Regions from separate parts of the Rattus norvegicus genome. Here regions 2 and 3 are each linked to region 1. Evidence: chromatin contacts called from public Hi-C data. All regions are on one chromosome and are shown on one strand. Each heading gives the region's core, a stretch centred on a gene start, on an enhancer-like site or on the middle of the called end of the contact. The rest is flanking DNA. Distances are from core to core; before and after follow the strand shown.

What was found. Hi-C and Micro-C count contacts between places; a contact is called where the count stands out from the background.
Region 2: a Hi-C map of frontal cortex shows a contact between it and region 1, with 3 times the contacts expected there. The contact joins the enhancer-like site here to the promoter of Pip4k2a in region 1. A contact is called at or near these places in 2 of 12 Hi-C or Micro-C datasets (Schwann cells and frontal cortex).
Region 3: a contact with region 1 is called in a Hi-C map of frontal cortex, with 1.9 times the contacts expected there. The contact joins the enhancer-like site here to the promoter of Pip4k2a in region 1. A contact is called at or near these places in 1 of 12 Hi-C or Micro-C datasets (frontal cortex) and 1 of 1 datasets of contacts at active chromatin or transcription factors (oligodendrocytes).

What each region holds. Positions count from the first base shown.
Region 1 is chr17:86,573,937-86,578,304 of GRCr8, forward strand. Pip4k2a (phosphatidylinositol-5-phosphate 4-kinase type 2 alpha) reads right to left here and starts at 2,494. Exons shown (of 10, transcript NM_053926.2): 1 at 2,255-2,494. The coding sequence starts at 2,398.
Region 2 is chr17:86,789,644-86,793,676 of GRCr8, forward strand. All of the region lies in intron 10 of Armc3 (armadillo repeat containing 3), which reads left to right. Among named protein-coding and RNA genes, the nearest start is that of Pimregl1, 17 kb to the left of the region's middle. Within about 2 kb of position 2,593, at least 18 of the 93 cell types and tissues checked have an H3K27ac peak or open chromatin away from gene starts, as enhancers often do.
Region 3 is chr17:86,323,668-86,327,995 of GRCr8, forward strand. No RefSeq gene overlaps it. Among named protein-coding and RNA genes, the nearest start is that of Spag6, 64 kb to the left of the region's middle. Within about 2 kb of position 2,519, at least 86 of the 93 cell types and tissues checked have an H3K27ac peak or open chromatin away from gene starts, as enhancers often do.

The DNA of each region.
Region 1 (4,368 bases), core at 1,244-3,743:
TTCCTAAAATCAAACCAACCAGAAATACATGAATTCCAAGAGTGGGCCCGCAAGAGGACTGGGGTATCATTAAAAAAAAAAAAAAAATACATTGTTAGAGAAATGAAGAAAAGTAACTGTCTTATGTCAACTCACATTCCTCAAAATAAAGGCACAGGCTAAAAATAAGGGCAAGTGGACAGTAAGGAGACATTTTAGCAACCCTCCCCACTGTGGCAGGCTCTGTGTGCGCTGGTATATGTTGAATTAATAACATGCTTTACATGATACACTCTGCTGGCAGTGTATATACTTAGAATTAGTAACTGTTCTTGAGAGCAACAAAAAGTAACACTCAATGTTCCTACCACCATTCCCTCTGTATTTTCCAAGTAGCACAAATGGAAAACAAATATAGCAACTCGAAAATAAACACAAGGTAGCAACCCAAATGTTACAGTGAAGCTCGCCCAATGGCAACTTTTTCTGAAGTGGACTGGAATTCAGACATTCTCAGTCACTCTCCCCACCAGCCCCCAGCTGCATATTGTTACCACTACTTTACTATATTAAACCTAGGCACACATACAAACACTCCTGACCAAAACACCAGAACTACAAAAGGAGATTTAAAAGGGCCTGTAAACATGGGTCCACGCCCAACTGGTATTTACTGTGCCCGTTGCGGTAATTAGGAAGCTGCCAATAGTAACATAAATAACAAGAAGAATTTTATGAAATCAAACACAACTAAATTAGAGGTCTGTGACAATGGAAAACGGTAACTTCACTTTCTGAAATAAAACTGGGGGGGGGGGGTGAGTTGCTGTCCGCAGTTTTAACAGTTGACATTCCTAATAGCTAAAGATGTCAGTAAAATGAACCTCGGTCGATCCGGCAGTAAAGTAATAGAAAATAACCATTTCTCAACTCTTTAAATCGTCCCAGGTAAACACAATCATCTTCATACTGTTTCACCTTTCTCCATCTCCGCTTGGGGGAAAAAAAAACTATAAATAAAAGATACTAAGCCATTTTAAACAGCTCTGTTAATTTGAGAGTGCACAAACCACGCTGGCTTTCTGTCACTTCTATTATGCTGAAAAGGACACCAGGGCATCCACCGAAATCAAAAGCAGAGCAGCAGGCTCACGCTCTGCCTCCGAAGCTGGCTGACTGCAATGGGTAAGGTCACGGTCAAAATTCACAAGCTCATTGAAACTTTCATGGCTCAGCCAATTGCGCCTATCGTGTTTCCTGATCCCATCTAAGTAGATTAAAGCTGCAGGAGTTTTCTCGCTGTCAGATCAGCGGGCGGCTATTTCAGCCCCCCACACCGCAGTCCGCAGAGTCCGCAGCCTCGCGCCTCCTAGCATCCCAGGCGGTGCGCTAGCTAACCTCCCCAGCCTTTTAAACAACCTTCCAAATGAATGTAATTAACTCTAGACCACCTCGAACTCGCGCCTGCCGGGACCCCCCTCCGGCTGTCACCACCAAGGCCGCCCTTCCGCAGTCGGTGACTTCTGCCTGGTTCCCCAAGGAGGGGGGAAGCAAGGGGGAGGGAGGGATGAAGACTCCCGGCCAGGAGGTCTGGAAAGGGCACAGCAACTGGGCGATGCGGGAAGGGACGAAGGGCGCCAGGGCCATATTTACGTTGCCTCTTTTTTTCTTTGCAAAAAGAAAAGAAAAAAATCCTCCTAGAGTCTGAGAATGCTACCTTTAAAGGAAAAAGGAAGCTAAGCTCTCAAGATGCCGTCCAAAATCTTCTGGTTTACTCCAGTCCTGTCGCCTAGAAGCTCCGGACGCTTCCTGACAGGGACAGGTACACCTGCCCACCAGCTCAGGACAGGAGGGCCCAGACTAGTGGAGCGATCGTTCGGACTGGGCCCTGAGCAGTTCCCCGCCGGGACTGATAGCTGAGGCAGAGACGGTCCCCGCACAAACTTCCCACTTCCCAGGCAGCGAGCACCGACCGGCAGGAGGACGGATGCGGAGCAGGACAGGCGCGGGGAGGCTCAGAAGCACAGCACAGCAAATGCTTCTCATCCCGCACCCTCCCTGGGTTCCAAAGGAAGCGCAAGCGCTGCCGGAGAAACCCAAGAGGCAGACGCATGTCGTGGGGATAGGGGTACCCCAAGAGGCGAGTGGCCAGAGGGCCCGGGACCGGCCGAGCCAAACGGCTAGAGATCCCCGCCCTGCCACCGCTGCAGCAGAGGAGCAGAGCCCGGAGGCTAAGCCCGAGGAGCAAGAGGAGCGCGCCGCAGAGGAGCCTTACCGAGTGGTTGACCCCCCACATGAGCACGCTGAGCAGCGGGTCGCTGGCCCGGAACAGCTTCACTTTCTGAGCCACGAAGTGCTTCTTCTTCGTCTTGGTCTTGCTCGCCAGGACGGAGGACCCCAGGTTGCTAGGGGTCGCCATGGCCGCTGTCCCCTCCACCGCCGCGCCGCCGAGGCCGGGGACCCGCCCTCCCTACACGCCAGCCTAGGGAGGCAGCCGCATCCCCCGGGGCGGCCGCCGCTGCGCGCCTGCTCCAGCCCCGCTCCGCCCGCGCTCGGTCCTGGGCGCTCGCTCCGCCCGCTCCGCGCGCTCGGCCGCCTAGGCTGCAGCTGCGCTCGCCTCGCGCCCCCGCCCGGCTCCCGCCCGTCGCCGCTCGGCGCACTGCCCGCCGCTGGTCCAGGCGGCCAGCGGCTTCCGCGTTGGGCGCCGGCGTCATGACGCAGAGGCGGGCGGGGCAGCGGCGCCGACGGGCGGGGCGGGTGCGGATGCGGATGCCGGACCGTTAAGCTGTTCTCTGCGCTCCGCCACCCGTGCAAGGCGAGCACACCCCTGGCGCTCTGCAGAGGCTGCTGGGGAGTGCGGTGACTCGCGCGAGCATGCCTTTCACGCACCCGGGGAGGATCAAGGAAAGGGAACGAAGGCAAGGGAGCTCCGAGGAGGGAGCCCCCAGATGCATGGGACAGGCAGGAATGTCCCGGAACCTCGGCTTCCCGTGCCAAGGGCCTGGAGAGTTCTTGGGACCCGGAGCGCTTCATCGGGACGCGGGCTTTCCCAACATCTAGGGAAAGGACCTTGGCTCCTCTTTGTCCAACTGTCTGCCAGAGAGTCCCTGCCTTGAACTGCCTTGAACTTCCTAACCTTATGCCTTTTGGGTTCTTCTTCGGCCTTCCCACGCTGTCGAATACTAGAGTGTTATTCCCAGCCTACCCTGGGATTCCTCACTGAAACCCCCGCTTTAGTCAGCTATGCCCCAAACTGGACCGTGTGCTTGGAACCCATCAACCCTTTTGCAGACCACCCCTTCCTTCTCGTATCCAGGACACACCTTCTAACTTGAAAATGTTTTCTCTTTCACCACTCCACACTGAAAATTAGCCCTCCTTATGCTCGCATTAGTTGTTCCAAGTCTACAATCCTGCTTAGATCTTTCAAGAAGACAAAGAATACCAGCAGGAACAAAGAGAGGGGGCAGATCCTGTGAGACCTTTCTTTACTCTTCTTCATTTGACCTTTCAACACGGTTGCCCCCTCCTTCCCTTTGGTCGTTCTAACTTGTTGATACTATCCCCCCCCCCCCAAATGATACCTTGCTTCTGGTACCAACCATCGCCATTGTTGATGGCTAACGGGATGAGGCCAGTATCAAAAACAGCCTAAATTAATGTTGTGGAGTTGTAGACTTGGCCCACAGTTCCGGTAGTTGACCACATCGTTTAACCGGAGACTGAAGTTACTTGTGTGAATAGGTATAGTCTGACGCAAAGGTCACTTTAGGGACCTTCTATAGATCATTGGACTCAAAACCAGCAGTAGATAAAAGTACACGATGTTGCAGACCTGTAATCCTGACACTCAGGAGGCAAGGCTAGAGGATCAGAAGTTCAAGATTATCCTCAGATAGTTTGTTCGAGGCAAGCCAGGTATACATGAAACCCTGTCAGGAGGAGGGGGTGTACAGTCCTTACCTTGCTGATAACCCATAAACTCTGGCCTGACCTCAGAAAAGAGCATGTCTGAACCAGTCTGCATAGCTTGTCCACAGGCACCCTTGCACAAGAACCTACAACCAAATTCAACATCCTACACAGCCCACAAGTTGTTTCACTTCTCTTGCTGTATTGGAAATAGCATTCAGATTGCTCTTGACCCAGTTAGGAGTTCATTTATTTAACAAATTCTCATTGACCCAGACTCAAGAGTTTCACATCATCGATTATTGCTCTCATCACCACTCCACAGAAACCTGTACCAGCCCCTGTCCTTGAAAACAATTACCTCTTACCTCCTGGTGGAAATGAATCCTTCCACTTCAATGCCTCTGTAGCTCTTTATTTGTTCACAATAGCTGTAATGTACTTAATTGTATATTACTAATGCAAGACAATAGGCTT
Region 2 (4,033 bases), core at 1,343-3,842, 220 kb after region 1:
CTCTTTCTGTATGGTCACCCTATAACACACACACACACACACACACACACACACACACACACACACACACACATCTGGAGGAGGAGGAATGAGAATGTAGTACCATATAAAGACAAAAACCAAAGCAGGTGCTTTCTTTTGCAGGTCGCATAATTCACTCCTATACAATTTTGTTACCTTAAGACACACAAACAACTTATATTCATTTACACAAGCTCTCCATTTTACTGTTTGGTAAAATGACCACAGTATCTTCTTGATCCAAATGAGTTACTAACCAGAGGTCAATACGGGAAGAGAGAAATGCCTTTCCTAAAATACCAATGGATTTTGTCAAGCTGAAATAAACGTTCACGTAAACATGCCTACCAGTGGCCATTTCTTCAAACAGGAAGTGACTAACGATGGTTTGTCTGTACAATTTGGATCACAGACGCACAGAAGTTAACAGTGGTTTCCCTCTAGAAGCCTTTCATTCCCACTTTTGGCTTTTATTTTTTTTTATTTATTTTTTTTTTTTGTAGAATAAAGGTTAATGAATAAGAAACAATGAACAGGAATCAAAGTGCTTATCTGAATGACAGACAAGAATTGCCAGGGTCTTTTGTTAGAAATGAAAGGAGAAAGAAATTGTTTCGAATGGGCCATAAAGTAGGAGACAGTGAAGACAAGTCTGTCTGGAGGTGAAAATGGGATGAATCAGTAAAAACCAGAGTGAACAGGTAGCCCTTGGCTAGTTTGGGGCAGCTCTCCTTCCTTGGTTTGCTGGGAATCTACTTGACAGTTCTCTCTGTGTAATGCCTTTTGGAAATGAGAAGCTATTTAATTTTTGGATGCAGGAAATATCTCCAGTTGAATTTCATGTTTTATTTACCCTGTACTTTTCTGCCCAATTAATCATTTCAAACTCTTAAATAATTTATACAAGTGCGGAGCAAGTGATTTGTGCTTGACATCCTTCTGAGTAGCTGATCCTACATGTAATGAGGATATTTTAAACAATTTATAACATCACTGCCATCTGTTGGATCTGACCAGAATTAGATCCCACGTTGTCCCAAGAATGGAAAGAATTCAATATCCTTCTGATAACTGATAATTTACACATTGATAAACCATGGCAAGATTTGGAAATGAGTATAAATGTTGACTGGGCATTTTTAAAGAGATCTCTTTCAAAGATCCAATTTTAGTAAATATTTGAAGACACTAACTATAATCATTTTAATACTTACAAGAAAATAGAAACTTGTAATTGAGGCCAAACTCTTCACAGTCAGGGGTGTTCAACCATACAGACCCTGACTCTCCATAGCCATCCTACCTTAGCTCCACGAAGATAGTTTTAAAGGCCCTAGAATTTTAAAGACGCCCCCTCTCCCCATTCTCCTGTGGAATTGGCAGTTTGTTTGTATAGCTTCTCAATCGCCCACAAAAGCAGTCACCCAAGAAAGTTCTGAAGTGTAACATACATACTGGCCACTTAAAAATACACTGATTAATTGTTGGGCTACTTAAGCCTTTGAAATAGCAGAGAGAAGTCTCTAGGGACTTTTCTACTTTTGTGTGACCTCTGGGCAGGATGCTGATTAAAGGACTCTGTGCAGAGGCAGAGAGCCTCACATGGATGTGACTGGGTGCTTTGCTAACTTTCGACTATCCCTGTGCTGATCATTTTGTATTATTGATATTAAAATTTCCCTTGACTAGTATAGAAACAAAGAAAAATTCTCACCCATTAAATAAAGCTGAAGGAAGACAGGTAGTATCACTTTAATGTCTACAAAATCTATTTGTTGATTTTCATATCTAATAATATGTGGAGAAAAAATTTAAATACATCCCCAGGATAGATTTTTATAGACTATTGCAAAAGTCAGTATCTCATATGGCATTGCCTCAAGAAAAGCCGGGACTCAAGTGACCACCAGGTCCCGTCCCATCATAGTCAGGAATGGTCGGAGCTGAAGTGAGTATTATCTCTGCTTAGTGCAGAAAGTGTGTGTGTGTGTGTGTGTGTGTGTGTGTGTGTGTGTGTTCATGCTTTGAAAAATCACCATCCAAACAAATAAAACTGGGCGTGGGGTTGGTAACATAACATGCCGTGTTTATTTATTTTACCATTTCTTCGAATACCTTTTAACCTGTAGATTATCCGTAGAGTCGCCATATTTTCTTGTAAAATGATGACTGTAACAGTGAGTGATGACCAGTTATTTTGAAGACAAGAATACAACAAAACACATCTGTTAAAAGTGGCCAAATGCCAGTTCTGCCCTTCTCCCTCGTCGTCTCCTGCAGGGAGACGCAACCACAACCCTCGAGATGGCTGCAGTTTGTTTACTATCGTCCTTTAAGGACAAATTACCACTCTGTCTGGACCCACTTCTCCCCAGCACCCAGATTCACTTAGGATAAGTAATCTCAGGGCTCAAAACCCTTAAAGAAACATTGGACTGAGAAATGACCTACGAAAGACGCAAACTCAGCACCTAGGCTTGATGCGTGGGTCGGACCTAAAGCCTAAGCCGCGCAGTTATTGTCTTTGTCGCGTAGGGTTTTTCTGAAGAAATAGGTTTTCTGAGCGATTTCCCTTCACCCACAGCGTCAGGAACCGCGTCTTCATACTGCCCCCTAGTGGCGGCTCAGGAGGGAGTTGGGGGAGGGGCAAAAACGAACAGAGCGCCGTGTGTTTTAATGAAACACACACTAATTTAATTTGAAACACTCTGGTGAGCCTAAAATAATATTTTTGGAACATTATTAAAAGATTGTGATCTGGAAAGCATTTCATTGTGATAGTATTCTACGGCTAAACACACGGTTAGAGGATATTTGTGTCTGTCTTTGTCTCTTTCCGAGGTGCAGTCATTTCAAAATGTTTTGACGCCTCTTTTTTTTTTTTCTTTCTAATTTCTCCATCAGTGGCTGAATATTTGCCTCGCTGTGTTATCACAGGGACAAACGCAGCACGTTTGAGCAATAGAAGAGATCATTTAATTTTTGTTTAAATTCGTTGTAAAATTTTAGAAGCTTGGCAGACTCCCAATACAAGTGAGAGGCAACATAAAATTGAGCCGCTTTAGGAGGGCTGGTTTTGTTTGAAGGATGGTCCTTTTTTAAAAATTTAGGATAATATTTCAAAGAGCTTGGTTCTGTAAAAGTCCTTTGAGAGCCTCTGAGATTGGACAGTGGGTAATGAATGACCCTTGTCCCTAAGCCTGACGTCTTGCATTTGATTCTCAGGCCCTACCCCACAGTGGAAAGAAAGACCGACCCTCAAGGGTTGCCCTCTGACCTGCACACACAAGCCACGGCGCACACGAACGTTTGCCATGAGCAAGCAAATAAATAAAGTAATGAAAGTCCTTTGTGTTTCAGTGACAAATGGGAGGAGCCCTCATGGCATCCTCCGGATCATTCCTTCGTCCCTTCCGTCCAAGTTCACCAAACGGCTGTGCGTTTGATCCCCCCCATAGTGCCTCTATTCCTGTCTGCACAGAACAGTCTTGTCCTCAGTTTGCTTTTATTGGGCTGGGGTGCAGGGTGGGGGGGAGTCATACTGAAGTCAAAAAGCACCCGGAATGAAAACCCGAGTTTTCAATAAAACTGCCTGATTCCCCATCCCTACTCGGTGCCGGCTGATGCTTGCCAGACCTCGACAAACACTTTGAATTTGATTAGCTACCAGTTTTCCGAGGCTCAGGGAATCTCATAAAATGTTCAATTAGAAAATTATCCGTGCTGCCTTTATTACCTACAGAGTGGAGCTGATATTTGCATAACATTTTAAAGTTGCTGGTACTGTCTGGTTTCCGGCATTACTGATTTCCACAGGAAATTATCAAACAGATTGGATATCCTCAGACTATTTCTCTTTTAATTTGAAGCCTATTTAAACCTGTAAGTTAGTTTGTATCCACCTTGACTTTTCATATTATTAATCATTCTCTCCATTTTCCTTCACTTGGGAATTGGCCCTTATTGCCCATTAATTGCAGTTACATGGCAAGGCTCGGGGCGATCTCCGAAG
Region 3 (4,328 bases), core at 1,269-3,768, 250 kb before region 1:
CTAGTGGCATGAAGGGTTCCAAAAATGTTTGAGTAATGGGACACAACCGCAGCAAGTTCATGGCCTGTTAAAGCGCCCAGTGCCTATGAAGTGTAAATCTGTATGGTGGCCCTCTAACCCGTGCTGTCCATCCTCGTAAATGTGGGGAGAACTAGCAGCTAGGATTAAGGAGGCACTCTTCTGTTCCTTTGCCAAGATAACTTCTGATAGTGCATAGACATGAGTAACCTGAGATAGCCCTACACGTCCTTTTCTTTCTTCGAAAATGTACACATGATCTGTTCGGCCTTGCTTCATCCTTTTGTCATAGTTAAGTTCAGATGGAATGTTGTTCAAGTGCAAATATTAAAAATTGTAAACACAACAAGAGAGACGGTTTTCATTGCAAACACCGACTCACTCACTGCAGAGGCAGAGGAGAGCAGAGTGTGTATTTTGAGTGGTTTGCAAGGCTAGAACTTTTAGCAGTTGCTCAAGAGAACACGGCACTAGGAAGGCAGGTTTGCAGGTGTCTACGGCAGAAATCACTGTAGTCTCCGGCTTGCAGATTTCGTAACAGTTTGTAAGTGGCCAAGAGAGGGAGGATTTTGTGGTCAGAGTTGTGGAAATGTTCTATTTAACATCTGGTGAGTCCCGTCTCGAATTACTGTTGATCAAGTTACAGATGATTAGCAAGCCAGGAGGGAGTCAAAACGTGTCTGACAAATCTTCAATAAACCGGTGGCAATTATTATTAAAAACCATGAGCCTAATGTTCTTATATTTAAAATAATGCCCCCCCCCAAATTTTGCAAAGCATTGTGAGCTATAGATTGCTGTGAAAGGCTCATAACTTATCTCCTCCTGGTGATTTAAACACAGCTTTGTGAAAATGAGCTAAAAACTTGTAATTAGAGCTGCAGATTAACAGCTTTGTAATTGCAATTGAAAGTGTTTCCTGTTTTACGCAAACATGCATCTCAACTTTTCAAACTTCCAAATGTTGAGAGCATGTAAGAGTCTACGATGTAGGAATTAACTCGCACGAGGAAACACCAAGGGAAACCAAATAACTAGAAGCCCAAACTTTTATCTCCCTCCCAACCCAAATATTTGGCAAGGATCTCAACCGACTGCTTCCTAAACTAGCACTTTAAAGAGACAGTCATCCGGTGCCAAAACAGCGAGAAAAAAAATTTTGTTATGATTGTGAAATCTTTAGGAAAGTATACGTAACACCCAAACACTGCCAAAGAAAAGCTAACCTCGAGGGCAGTTTTAAGTGCTGAGATTCGATGAAAAGATGGGATCCCAGGGCATGAAAAGCAAGGATAAACAGAAAGGAAAACAGATACAAAGTGGCGCGTTAGAGAAAGTACAGCGGACTACTCAGTCGCAGCTTCCAGGCAATCCCATCAGGCCTTGGGAGTGTCCGTGGTAGAAACTGATAGACTGCACAGTGATTGTTTTCCCGCCTCTGTGAAGGTTTGTCTCCTGCTGTTCTAACTTTGCGCTGGGGCCATGGGCAGATAGAGGCACTGTCAGAGCCCCCTATAAGGAAGCAATGTGGAACCCTCACCCTCAATGGTTGGGGGTTACTTGGCAGGGAGGGACCAGGAGAGGGACCATCTGCAGAAAGGCCAGCCCTGGATACTAAACCAGAGGTGGTGGTAGGGTTGGTGGGGCTAAGAGAATCTGGGTTGTTCTTTAGACAACAAAATTGCCATATTGTCCTCCAGGCACAAACTCTTTCTATTGTTAGTACACTAACTTTTAGGGGACTCAGTTCTGAGACTGTGTGCTCTTAAAGCTCAGATTTCCTAAGCAGTAAATAATGCTCCTACCGGCGCCTACCCTAGAAAAAACTTCCCCCCAAAGTGCACACCCTACCTCTGCCAACTTTTGGGGACGTTATTTTGCTTATAGCTCGAACAGAATGAACTCCATGTACCTTCAGTCTGCAGTTCTGTGGATTGTGGCAGCTGTGATGAAACCACCAGTACTTTTGAGATATAAAGTTATTTTTAGCCTCCGGTGTACTTTCATTTTCTGGCCAGGCAAATGCTTTCCCTCTTTACAGTTTGTAAACCTCATAGTCATGGACCCGAGTTGGCCTCGGTCTTTTCTGCGATTTTCCTCATGGTATGCTTTTAGATCCGTGTGAGTTGTCACCTGTATTAACACCGAGTTAATGCTGGGCCACTTCTCGAGGGTGTGGTGTGCTTTTAGACAACTTTACCTGCATGGGCCTCATTCCGCCTCACCATCCTGACCGGAACAGCATTCCAGCTTGGGAAGGGAGCACCAAGCAACTCCTGCTTGTCAAGCCTAAGTGGACAGAGGGGACCAAGGACGTCGTGACGAGGAACAGACACTGGAAGTGGGCGCAGTCACCCTCGGACGCAATCCAGGCCCAGGGCTTCCCCGATGCTGGAGTCATCACACGGGGACACCCTGCGACCGCCTCGGACACCAAGGGCTCCAGCTGGGCGGCCGCCGGGGCACTGGAGTGCAAATGTCTGATCCCGAGGCTCACAGAAGGCAGGAGGCTGACCAATAAGCACCCCGCGCTCGGTCTACGGCTGCAGCTCCCGGAGCCGCGGGCTTATAAGTGCAGGGCTGGCCGCACTACACCGGCGTTTCCCTCCGCGCCGGCGCCGTGCTCCTCCGCGCGCGGACCGCGCTAGTCCCCGGCGGGGCGCTGGGCCCCGGGCTTGTGAGCCTCTCCGCGGGCGCCCTTCCCGCCGCTGCCACTGGGCTCTGGGAGCAGGGTGGCCGCGCCACCGCCGCGCGCTGCACGGAGCTGGCCTTGTTCTGCGCGGCGTCCGCTTGCAGGGCGTCGGGAGAAGGGGGTCGGTGCGCGTGGGGACAGAGCCCGCGGCGCCTCCGCTGCCTTCCCTCCCGGCCCCGAGGCCGACTTTCGTTTTGTGCCTGTTCACGGACTCAGCGGGCCGCTTTGTCTGTCGGCCGAGCCGCGGCCCAGCGGCCTTCCCGGGGCTGCAAGACGGAAAAAGCTGGGGCGTGGGTTTGGATTGTGCGTCACCTTCTCCTTTAGATTCGAGCCCTCGGCCGTTGTCCGCTTTAGGGTTTTGATCGTTGGGTTTTGTTGTTTTCTTGTGCTCAAAATGATCGGAAGCTCTGGCTCCCTGTACCATCATCTTGTGTCAGGAAAAAAAAAAAGGAAAGAAATAAAAAGGAAGGAAGGGGAGAAAAGGAAAGAAAGGAAAATAAACAAGTTTATTTATGAGGCCTCCTCAGATGGGGTGCACAGCCCTTGGCAGAAGCAATGTGACCAGAGAGAGCCTTGGGGCCTGGGGGTAAGGGTGGGAGACTGACCTGCGTTAGAATTAGGTTTGGGGTCCTACCTATGATTTAAGACTATCCAAAGGGAACGTGGGAAGAAGTTGGGTCTAAGAAGTCATCAGGGAAGGCATCTGTTTGCGCATACAACGGGTCAGGAATGAGAAAACAAACAAGTAATAGCAAATAAATAATACTAGCAAGGCAAGATGTGAACTCGAGTTCGGCCTTAGAGCTTCTTGTCTTGCCAATTTCCTCCCACAGCCGTGACATTTTAAACCTTTTGCTAACATTCTATAGTTTACATATTTGCTTATTGCTTTCTCTCCTTCCTGTAAGTGTATGAAAAACAAAACAAAACAAACAACAACGAAAAACAACAAACCAGGAGTTCACTGTTTCCTCTGAAACAATATACTGACAATATACTGGGAGCGTTGCAGATATTTGCTGAATCAGCAAATAAAAGGCATCACTTCAAGGTCCTGAGTTGAGGATAAACACATCACAGGACACAAGGAAAACTGTTCTCAACTCGCATTTATTTATTTATTTATTTATTTATTTATTTATTTATTTATTTAGACTCAAGAACTCATAAGGAATAGCTAAGAGGAAGCCAGATTGCCATTTCATTTTTCAGAGGAAAAAAAAGAGTTCTCTCCTCTGTGCTGCCTTCCTTTCTAGGGACTGGTACTGTGATGTGAATTCACCTAACGTGTATAAGGAAAATGAAAGTCCACATTGTTCTTCAATTACAGATCTCCAGTCACAGATCCCCGCCCCGCCCCCCTCCCAGTATGTGTAAATGTCATAGCATTCATGGCCCGCTGCTGCGGGACTTTGAAGAGTGCCCAGATGGAATTATACACTATTAAAGACACACCTGGACGGTGCTTCGGATGAAAACTGGATGAACCTCCTTTAGCTTAGAGGAAAATGACCTGGAGTACTGAAATGGGACCGCAGAATCTCAGAATAGCCAGCTATCCCCCCAAGGAGTTTTCCTGGATCAATTTGTATTTCTCTGGAAGTTTTGGTTAGGAAAA